Linked DNA regions of Gossypium hirsutum: all the other regions are linked to region 2. The links are chromatin contacts, called in public Hi-C maps. All regions are on one chromosome and are shown on one strand. Each heading gives the region's core, a stretch centred on a gene start, on an enhancer-like site or on the middle of the called end of the contact. The rest is flanking DNA. Distances are from core to core; before and after follow the strand shown. Region 1 holds the start of LOC107962613. Region 2 holds the start of LOC107962608 (nuclear pore complex protein NUP1). Region 3 holds the start of LOC107962601.

Evidence for each region. Hi-C and Micro-C count contacts between places; a contact is called where the count stands out from the background.
Region 1: a contact with region 2 is called in a Hi-C map of leaf, with 1.8 times the contacts expected there. The contact joins the promoter of LOC107962613 here to the promoter of LOC107962608 in region 2. A contact is called at or near these places in 6 of 34 Hi-C or Micro-C datasets (callus, leaf, petal and 1 more).
Region 3: a contact with region 2 is called in a Hi-C map of seedling, with 2.2 times the contacts expected there. The contact joins the promoter of LOC107962601 here to the promoter of LOC107962608 in region 2. A contact is called at or near these places in 2 of 34 Hi-C or Micro-C datasets (leaf and seedling).

Annotation. Positions count from the first base shown.
Region 1 is chrA06:10,607,233-10,611,212 of Gossypium_hirsutum_v2.1, forward strand. LOC107962613 reads right to left here and starts at 1,904. Exons shown (of 3, transcript XM_041115110.1): 1 at 1,676-1,904; 2 at 1,118-1,277. The coding sequence starts at 1,269.
Region 2 is chrA06:10,451,951-10,455,732 of Gossypium_hirsutum_v2.1, forward strand. LOC107962608 (nuclear pore complex protein NUP1) reads right to left here and starts at 1,969. Exons shown (of 8, transcript XM_016899054.2): 1 at 1,565-1,969; 2 at 1,326-1,387; 3 at 1,039-1,193; 4 at 544-751. The coding sequence starts at 1,847.
Region 3 is chrA06:10,310,256-10,313,909 of Gossypium_hirsutum_v2.1, forward strand. It overlaps LOC107962601, which reads left to right and starts at 1,310. Exons shown (of 5, transcript XM_016899049.2): 1 at 1,310-1,678; 2 at 1,777-1,910; 3 at 2,022-2,136; 4 at 2,225-2,339; 5 at 2,524-3,615. The coding sequence starts at 1,810. The coding sequence ends at 3,437.

The sequences.
Region 1 (3,980 bases), core at 654-3,153, 160 kb after region 2:
AAATAAGATTTAAAGAAAAGAAAAGAAAATATTATAAAATTTAAATCAAAGGCATTAACAACTTCTAATTTTATGACATGATAGAAGGTTATGAAGTCTATAATTGAAGATGATATCTGTCTAAAAATTAAGATTAACCCTGAAGCTTTCAAAAAAGTTTGATGCATTTTATTGAAGTAAATCTTGTATAAAAGTATAAAATCAGTAACCACAACAGACATACCACTGCAAGTCAACTGCTACTTTAAGGGAGCTAAATTCACATGCAGTAAAGATTAATGCAAAAGTTTTGTGCCTTAAAAGTGTCAGAGCAACAGGCAATATCATCAGTTAGATAAACAGGTCCTTATTAGCCCAAATCATAATGCTATCAATTCTCCAAGTACTGAGATCTTCTGATTCAAACAAAGATTCATTGCAATTGAAGATGTCACTTGAAACCCTTTTAAATTTTAAAGAAATTAAGAAAGACAAAACTTTCCTATGTTATCTTCTTTGAATATCAAGGCCCCATTCAACTAGATAAGAAGCTAATGGGCTTTAAATCAACTGGTCAAATTTTACCAGAGTAAAGATAGTCAATCCTTCCTTCTTCCCACAAAAAAAAAAAAAAATTCACCCATCAGGTGTTGTTTAAAACAATGAAATAACATGTACTTGGCACATGGTAGGCAATATTTTGGACAGGACGGCCAAGGAACTGCTTGCTGCTCAGAGCACAGAAGCTTCAAAAAAACTTGTAAGGTAAAAACGTTCTCTTGGAGAAGCATGTATCCTACTTAATTAAGGATTATGAAATCATATTTGAAGAAAAAATAAATCATAACAAACTGAAATCATATTTGAAGAAAAAATAAATCATAACAAACTGAAAGTAATACATCAGCCTATATTTTCTGAAAACAAAAATATGTGTAATTTCATCAAAATGAACCTAACAAGTAAACATAACAACAACTGAAAAATACCAGCATTCAAATTCAGATAACAAATATCATATTTGTTTAAAATTTAAACTGCTTGAAGTATCTGCAGAACAATGGCAGTTAACAGGACTGAAATCTAGGCTGAAAAAAAAAAACGAAAAGATTAAGTAACTGCAATGAGAGAGGCATACGCAGGGGGCAGTGTGCCTTCAGAAGCAAATGTGGAAATGCCTTGTCGTTGCTTATGCTTAGGGTTGGAAGTGCATAGTACATATACCCGTCCGCGGCGCTTAACGGTTCTACAGAACTCACACATCTTTTTCACTGATGCTCGCACCTTCATATTTAATGCTGCATAATCCAAATTAAGATATCATCAAGTTCCATGAATCATACTCAACCATAACATAATAAATTAAGGTTATAGCTTGTAACCATGGAAAACCCCCAATTAGAATATCATCGAACTCCCAAAATCATATACAACAATACAATAATCACAAAAGTATTAACTATAAGTAAGAACAGATCAATGAAACGGATATTAACAATTCGAACTGTAACTCTTTACAAGATATTTAATTTCAGTCTCAAGAAAAAAAAACCCTAAGAGGATGTAGAGATTAAAATCGTGAAAGGGGCAGTCCGCCACCGCTATTTTACGATAGCGGCAGCAATAACTCAAAAGCCCACAACTCAAGTAGAAGTCATCATCAAGTTGAAGGTAAGGTTAGGTTTTTAAAGATTACCTTATTCAATTTCCTGGGCTATTGGAAACTTGAGAGCAAGAAGAGAGTTAACAGTGATAGTGGAGAGGGGTTTGTTTGGCAGCGGGGATGTGCGAAAAGAGGGTGGGTCGGGAATTTTAAAAGGAAATTGTTAACAAATATATATTAAAATTATTTTATAAATTTGTATAAATTATTTAACAAAGAAAGCAAGATGTTTGTCTGAGTAAAAAGAAATTATATCTTTCAAGTTTTATATTAAAAAAGAATATATGATGATATAAAGTTAGGTAATTAAATTATTAGGATTTATATATAAATGTTTTAAAAACATAAGGATAAAATATTTAAAAATTACTTTACATTGCAAAGGCATATTTTTTTCCCTCTAAAAGGCATATTTTAGATTTCCCTTTAATTTATTTCTTACTTTACTTAATAAGAACAAATAACATTAAAAATAATAAAAATATTAGAGTATACATTAAAAAACATATAAATATATATTAAAGTATTAAAAAATTAGGTAAAACATAAAAGTAAAGAAAATTATTACTTAATAAAAGCAAATTTGGAATGTGAAAGATATAAGTAAACAAAAAAATGGCAATGAAAGTTACAAGTTGGAAAAAGATTTTGAAGTTATTTTTAAATATATTTAAGATAATATTTTCATCACCTGCGATGCATGGATAGATTGCATTTATAATTTTTTTTATAAAATATTTATAATATTGAATGAATGTATTATATTCTTTAATGTTAATCAATTTTATTCTTAATTTAATATTTTAATTATGTAATTATGTTATAAAATAAGAAAAAATGAAAGATAAATTATAATGTTATTTAGGAAATCCTTTTCAACTAAAATTTTATTAGTAGAATATATTTGAAAACTTAAAATTAAACATAAATTTTTAATGTAATCGGAAAAAAAACATAATAAGTTTAAAAGTGATATGTAGTTGAGAAAAATTGTGATCCTTTATGTTTCGAGACTCGAGACAAGTTTATCTTATTTTCGTATTTCAGTTTCGATGTTTGGATGTTTTGAAACAATGGGTTCTTGTCTCGAAACTTAGAATATGACAAAATGAATATAGCTTCGATGTGCCCATGTCTCGAGATAGCTCGAGAAAAAGATCACTCTATTTCAAGACTACTATCAACTGGCCACGAAATAAATACGACAGCCCATTCTCCATGTACCAACGTTAGTAGTGGACCGAGTGCATAAAATTAAAAATAAATGAATCTAATCGAGGACTCCTCTCCATCCAGGCGTTCCACAATGCACTATAAATTTAATTATGTGGATTTTATAATTTTCACATAATTTCCTTGTTAAATGAAATGGTGTGTTTTACACCGATAAAAATCATCTGTTCCTCTTTCTCCTTTACACTCTACTACTCTCTACAAATTAGATTGAAAAGTTAAACTAAACCCAAAATCTGACACCAACAAATTTCAGGCCACCGTACCCCACCACAAGTTTCACCTAAACTCTTCAAATTCAACCTCTGTTTCAAAGTTATTTTGTGCCTAAGTACTTGAAAACGCTTAAAAGAAAACGTAAGCTTTGTTATAATGATCATTACTGTAGGACTGCGTGTGTGCATTTATTTCTAAATTCAAGAACCCTGCAAAGAACAGTGAAATATTAATAGAAGAACAACAAAGTCTGAGACAAAAAAAAACTTAAATGGAAATTTATAATATTAGTCTAAAAAATGATTTGGTGTTATTTTTTTCCTTTACTATAAATGCATCTTTTTTTCTTCAACACAGCTTCTTTACAAATTTTCTATTTATGAGCATTAATGGAGTTAAATGGAACTTCCTCTCTCTTTTAAGTCAAAAGCAAAGAACTTGAAGGTGAAGATTACTCACTACTTTCTATGCTATGGTAACTGATATCTCCATGTCAACTTAGCAATGAAACTTTGGAAGGTCAAGTCAAACAGTTTAAGAGTTATGATTCGGTTTAACTGTGAATAATACAAAGGTTGGATTTGAAGAGATTAGGTGAAAATTACTAGGGGTCAAAGTTTTGGATTGACTTGTTGACTGCCTCTCCCTGCCTCTTCTTTGCAAGCAAGTAAAGGAGAGATAAATCAACACTAATACGATAATCAAATCAAAATAATTACATACGAAGTCTACAAGAGTGACAGGTAAGTTGTAATATAATTTGTACAATGGGGTACAAGAGTACTCTAAGTATCGAACCCATAGAAGTCAGTGATTAAGTGAATTATAGCTAATAACATGCAATTAAAGAGTTTAACAGTACAACAAGCCTTTAATTGAGGGTAATTGT
Region 2 (3,782 bases), core at 719-3,218:
TTGCTTTCTTTTGATCCCTAAATTAAGTATTTTCTTTTCTAAACCATACCCTCTATCCAGTCCCCCCTAAAGTTAGAAGTGCTTACCCACCATATAAAAAGATTACCTTAATTTGAAGCAATTCTCTTCCATGTCCGACATCAATTTCATTAAAGATTAAATTACATTGTTTTGATAGTTACAAGTTCAAATAATTGAATTTAAAAATAAAATTTGTGGATTTCTACAAGCTATGTTACTCGTATCAAAATGTGGTGTGGACATGTTAATTCTTTCTAAAAGGTTTTCCATATATCTAGAGGGTTGCACCACCATACCATATCCATATGATGTGTGTAACAGATGAATGCTTCAAGGAATATAAGGATTCGAGACAGCATAGTGTTATTAAAGTCTAACATACAAGTGGAATACTTTTTCCTCATTTTTGCACAAACATCACAGCATAACTAGAAAGTAACATATGACACAAGATTCAACCTCCGTATCCATGTGCATATCATTAATCCAAAATACAAGTTCATTAAAGTGATTTTCACTCACAGTTGGCTTCGAAAGTGGGGTTGCCAAATCCCTTGTAGTTATATTCAGATCATCCTTTTTTTCTTCAGTCGGCCTTCTCAGGTTTTGAGAAACTATAGGTCCCTTGTCACCTCCAGTAGATAGGGTTAAATTCCTATCTTCTTGGTCAACTTGAGGAACATCAACAGCCTTTGAATTTATAATCCCTATCAGACGATTGATTTCATCCCTGGGTATAGAATGTTAAAACTCATATTAGATAATTAACTCTTTGAGTTAACTAAATGATCACCCTGAAAGATAAATACAAACATGGATTTATGAAATGTGAGCATAGAAGAGCATGAACAGATCATTAATTCATCAAAACCAAGCCCATGCATAATGGCTGGGAATTGGGATATGGCTATAAATGATGTTCTGACAAAACCAGTAATTCTTGGCAGAAACAATCAAGTTTAAAATTTAAGAACAACACAGAGAATGTGAAATTTAAAACAACAAAAAACTAGTTACCTCGAAAATGTTTTCCCCTTCATTAGCTTCTCAATTTCTGAAAGCCCATCGTCTCTAATGTCACCCTGGTTGCCTTTTCTATCTTCAGCAATGCCAGAACTAGCCTTTGGTCCATCAGTTGTCCCAATAGTACCAGCTGTTTCGGACACTACAAACTAGGAAAGGAATGCAAATATACTCATTCAAACCACGCCATCAAGAAAAGCTAAAAATTAACAAATTTCCGCTTAAATAGAGCAAGTGCAATGTGATTTTACAAAATTTATAGCGAAAATAGAAACCCTTACAGTTGAATAACAACTTTGATCTTCTTCATTAGTATGTTCTTCTATATCTTCGTCCAACTCACCTGTTTCCAACAGAACTGACAAACTTCAACAACAAATAACAGCAATTCAAGATTTAATTAATCTCCATCTCCTTTTACCTAAAGTTAAGTCGCTCTAAAACCCTAAAGAACCCAAATTAATCCCTAGAAGAGAATAAGTTTTAAAAGAGATGTTTTATTCAAATATATATAACTGACCATGAGCTTGAGGTTCTGGCGGCGGGAGAGAATCGTTGTTGAGGGGTTTCAAGAAGAGAGAGGGGAGGATTCTAGAGGCGCCGCTGGCTATGAGACGGCAAGCCGGATCGACGAGTTTGGAGAGTAAGCGACCGCGTAAGGATTGGTTCTGCTGAGGACGGGCGTAGGGTGTGGTAGGTGGTCGACGTGGCCGTTGCCTCCTTAGTTTCCCGCCGGCGCCGAGCTCTGTCGTAGCCTGATCTTGCAATGAGTAGGACGGCGTCGTTTCGGTGGTTTTTTCCATTCTAGTTGTCTTATCAGTTTGTCTCTCTCTTCGTCCCTCACGCGCAATCACGCACGAACTCACTGAGTCACTGTGTCTGTGTTTACTACTAAGCGCGCTTTTATTTTCTTTTGGTCACCTTTTTTTTTTTAGTTTTTAGCTACAGTACATTTGTTTTTATTTTTTCTCCTTAAATTGTGGGGCCACTGTCTACAACCAATGGGGACATGCCATATGTAAAATAAAAAAAAATAACCAATTAGTTTCATATATTTTTATTTAATGATTTTTCTTTTCATAAATCACATCTAAATTACAGATTCAATAATTCATTAATTTATATTTTACTTAATATTGGATAAACTACTTTTTTTTGTAAAATTAACATAATAATAAGTTTAGTCCTTAGCATTTATAACTTTTGTTATTTTGATCCTAGTTTCTCCTTTGTTCTCAAGTTAAAAATAAAATTATCAAATCAAGCCTTGAAATTTTGGAATAAAGAAATGTTTGGTAACTTGGAAGAGAGGAAATGTGTACTAGAAAAAGAACAATTTTTTTTACAACAAAATATAAGGAAACCTAACACGATAGAAAAGGAAATAACTGTAAGATGGGAACTAGAAAAAGTACTTAATATTTTGTTGTTCCAAAATCACAAAATTAATTGGCTAGTAGTGCAAGGGGAAGAAACACCAAATATTTCCATTTATTGGTTAATAAAAGGAGAGCTAGAAAAGATTGTTTTGAGAGAGAAAAAGTAAGTGATTGAGGAGCATGAAGTAGTAAGGAACATTTGTTGAATATTTTAAAAGGATTTATTTAATCAAAGATGGGGAAAAGGGAGAGAAAATTAAAGAGTATCTTGACAAGTTACAACTAAAGAGACGACGGATTAAAAGTAGCAAATTGACGCTCCTTTCATAAAAAAAGAGAGGTGAAGTTGGTACTTGATGTTTAATCCAACTAAAGCCCCTAGGCCAAATGGTAAACTTGCTTTATTATTTTCTAGAAAAATTTGTATATTGTGGGTGAGTCACTCATTAAGGCAGTATTAAACTTTCTTCGAACCTATAAAATGTTTAAAGAAATGAATAAGACTTTCATTGCCCTTATACCGAAGAAACAATGTCTGCAAAGAGTAGATGACTATAGACCAATAAGTCATTGTAATGTAGTCCATAAGTTAATTGCAAAAATCATGGCCAATAGATTGGAACCTATAATTAGTGACCCAATTACCCCTTTTTAGAGAACTTACTGTTTGGAACAAGAAAATTAGCGATAATTATGGTAGGAGTGGAAATCTTTCTCATGATAACAAAAAAAAAAGTTATAGTAATTTTGAATTCAAAATATCATGTAATGTGTTTCTTCGATTAGCTATTAGGCACTGGTAAATGGGGATCAATTTGCTTACATAATGCAAAATAGAGGCTTGAGACAAGGTGACTCACTATCTTCGTATTTGTTTATCCTCTGCCATAATGTTCTTTCAACAACTTTACTTAAATTGGAAGAAAAGAATAAAATTCATTGTATTAGGATTGGACACAATCATTTTCCTCTCTCATCTATTTTTTGCATATGATAACTATATCTTTTTTAAAGCAAACTTGGAAGAACATAAAGAGGTTAAGGAAGCTCAAAACACAAATTTAGAGAAATTAGAGTTAATGGTAAGTGAAAATTGTCATCCTTGATTTCAAAAACTATTTAGATAAATTCTATAAGTGCTAGTTACTACAAAGCTAGGTAAGTATCTAGGCTTTGATCTACAATATCTAAAAGCCTAGGAAAAAAAATTTGAGCCATTGTTGGACAAGTTCAATGTTACACCTCTCGCTCAACTTAATCGATGGGTTTGAGCTATAGGATGCTACAATCGTTGCCGAAGCAAATACAGTCAAATATACAGTAAATATTCGTTCATACATGCAATTAAGTATCATTCAC
Region 3 (3,654 bases), core at 60-2,559, 140 kb before region 2:
AATGTTAGGCCCTTCTCACTAATAAATAAATAAATGGTGAATTTTACCTCCCCCCATTTCACTGCCCTCATTAACCCTCTCTTCTACTTCAAACCATTTGTTAGGCTTTGATTCAATGTTTACTTATATTGGACCCAACAATGCCTGTCCATCCATCTCATCTACCCCCTTATCCCCTCATTAACTCTTACATAAATATTCATCTTCAAACCTTAAAATCTCGACAGATAATCTCAATTACAATTAAATATTTGGTGGATCCAATAGTCAATGACATCTAAAGTTGAAAGCCAATACTATCAGCATTTTTATGAGAATTTAATTAATGCAAATGAAAACAAAACCATGTAGCAATTCAAAGTAATAGAAAATGACATATATATATATACATAAGTTAATATTTTCTTCATCATTTAAATATATGATTATAAATCAACACAAACCATGATGTAAAAATAATTAATATATCTTATCTATTTATTGAAAGCATTTGATGTGACATTTGATGTACTTTAATATTGAAATATTTTATTTTTATTTGATGTGTAATTACATTTAGTTTATCTTGCTCGGAGTGAAATTAAATATTAATAGAATTTATTATGGAATTAATACTCTTGTTGATGTGTGGGATCAATAAGGAGAGATGGAAGAGGATGTGGTGGTGCTATCGTAGGCTAGTTTGCTCTGTCAAGGCAAAGAGTCGGAGAGTAGAAAAGTGAAGATGGTGGAAGTGAATGTTGGGAATAAATTGACAAAGTGTAGGCAAGTGTGATGGAGAGTTGATCTCTTCATCATCATCATCTTGGGGGTTAGTTATCAGCGAGGTCCTGTGTTGGGTAACATTAACATGATGGATTCGCAATCAGATCATTATTATAAGAAACATGGAGCTAGAGCTAATGTCTTCAATGTGACGAGAATATTTGTGATGAAACGTGCTATGTCAGTCCTTTTTGTTTAATGTACGGAGCAGTTAAACTCACATGAATTTAGTGACTAAAAAGATCATGCTCTTAATAGAAGTCCAAATGTGGAGGAGAAGGTGGTGGCTACATTTTGAGGTAGGTAATTAGCCTCCTTAAATAACTACTTTCTGCCTACTTGGATGACTAAATCGGGAAGTAAGACTTCTAGTGATCTCCCAATCTATAGCGGGTGGAGTATGTATATCAGGTAGCTTTCTGTTATGCCTGTATTGTCATTGGTGGTGGTATAACAACTCTCTTGTTAATACAAGCAGAGCAGAGATTAAGGAGTTAATGTGCCAATACTAATAGCATAGGCAGGCGAGGGGGGTTGAAGATGGGGGCAAAGGCAGGCAATTGCCAGGGAGATTTTAATGGTGACTTGAATACTTTTGTTGTTTTGTCTGATTTGGATTCCCAACCCCCAAAACCCATATTATTATCAATAAAAATGACCAAAAAACTGACTGTGAAGTGAAAACAATGGTTAAGTGTTAAATTATTGGGGGGCATAAACAAAGGCATGAGCCGTTTCTTTCACTCCTGTTGGATGTTGTACTGCTCCCTACCCAAAAGAAAGAGAAAAAAAGAAAGGAAAAGCCCCATCCAGCTCTGATCTCTCTCTTGGTTTGCAGACTGGGAATTCAAGAAAAAAGAAGAAACACCAAAAGATATCATAAACAAATTGACTAATCTCCATCAAACCCCATGTAATAACACTACCGTCTCACTCCTTTTATTTACCTACTTTCCTCTCGGTTAGCCTCAAATATCTCTTCCCTTTCCTTCTTTCCTCCTCTGTCTCTAGATTTTGTCTTCCATTGAAGAAGAAAGATCAAAGATGCCGAGACCAGGCCCTAGACCTTACGAGTGTGTAAGAAGAGCTTGGCATAGCGAAAGACACCAACCCATGAGAGGTTCCATCATTCAGCAGATTTTAAGGTTCTGGGTCTTCTTTGTTTTCCTTAATTTTGTTACATTTTAAGCAGCATTATTTCTACCTTTTGGGGGGAGGGGGGTTTAATTCCTTGCCCACCATGTGTTTGATTTTAGGCTAGCTATTGAAACTCATAGCACAGCTACTAAAAAGAATAAGGAATGGCAAGTTAAAATTATTACTGTCATCGTCAAAGCCGAGGAGATTATGTATTCCAAAGCCAATTCTGAGGTTCTTTTCTTCTTTCAAAATTGTGGATCTTTTTATTTTGTATCTACTTCTTTGGACTCAATTTTTCCCCCTCGTATTGGGTTTTTAGGCTGAATACACCAACCCGGAAACCTTATGGGACCGTGCTAATGATGCCATCAACACGATTATCCGTCGAGATGAGAGCACTGAAACAGGAGAGCTTTTGCCACCTTGTGTTGAAGGTACTGTAGATTTCTTTTCATGTTCTTCTGTGGTAAATTCTTGGTTTCGAGTTTATTGTTATGTTTGTGGTTTTTTCTCGTTTTTCTTTAATCTACATTAGCTACAACTTAATGAAGCTTTCAATTTGAAAGTTATTTCAAGAACAATTTGGACTGATAGATTGTAGCACATGTGTTGTTTTAGCGGCCCTTAACCTGGGGTGCTATCCAGTGAGAGCTTCAAGGAGCCAACGACACAGTAATCCTAGGACTTACCTTACGCCAAGAGCACCCGAAACTGTTCCTGCAACTCCTAGGATTTTGGATAACGGCAGTGAGGATAGGTATCCTCAGTTATCCCAGGTTCAGTCTGGTAGTCAGCTTGCAAGAATAGCAACCAATGTGAATTCGAACACTTCGGTTTCACAAGCTAACCGTCATAATTATCCATTTCTACCTCAAAATTGCCCATCTGGCCATGACCAATTGATGAGGATGGAAACTAACACTCCATCGAACTCTGGTCAAGTTTACCCCCTTTATTATGGAATTCACTATCAAAATGCAGAGTCCCAAACAGGTTCTCCAGTGCAGGAAAATCTAGTGTCTGATACGATAATAGTTGGGAGACCTATTGGTACATCCGTTTTAGAGCCAGCAGAAATGGGTTCCTTGCAGAATTTCTTTTCCTCTTCCAATGTTGATATTGGTGGTAAGCAAATTGGGCAGCAAGATATCAGACACGCTGATGAGAAGTTGCTTGGAAAAGAATGTGATTTGTCCTTGCGGTTGGGTCTATTTTCTGACCCTTATATGCAAGTAGAAAAGAAGTCACTTTGTGAAACCACAGATGTTGGTCCCAGCAACACTCAAGATGGGGGCAAACTTAGTGATGTTTTTCGACAAAAGAGTAAAGAGATCCCCTTTTTTCCAGAGAGGACTGTTAATGACCATTTTGAATCCTTTTCAAGAAAGTGCTTTATGGAAAATGAAGGTCATAATGTGGGGGCAGCAACGAGAAAGCGTAAGGCAACATTTGGAGGCAACTCAGAAGATGAACAATTTTGCACGCAACCAGGGTCCTCATCTAATAATAGAAGACATGGGCCAGGTTTGTAAACAATAGTTTTATTGTAGCTTGTCCTTCAAAATTAATGATCTTTTGATCGTATTAGTGAATCTTGCTTTCAATCTTTATTCTCTAATAGATGTTGTAAAATGTAAGTGCTGACAAGTTGCATTGTTGGGATGCAGCAGAGAATGAACTGTAAATAAAATGAGCATGATTGATATCTAATAATTGGATGATTTAATTCTCATTACACGTCTAATTACT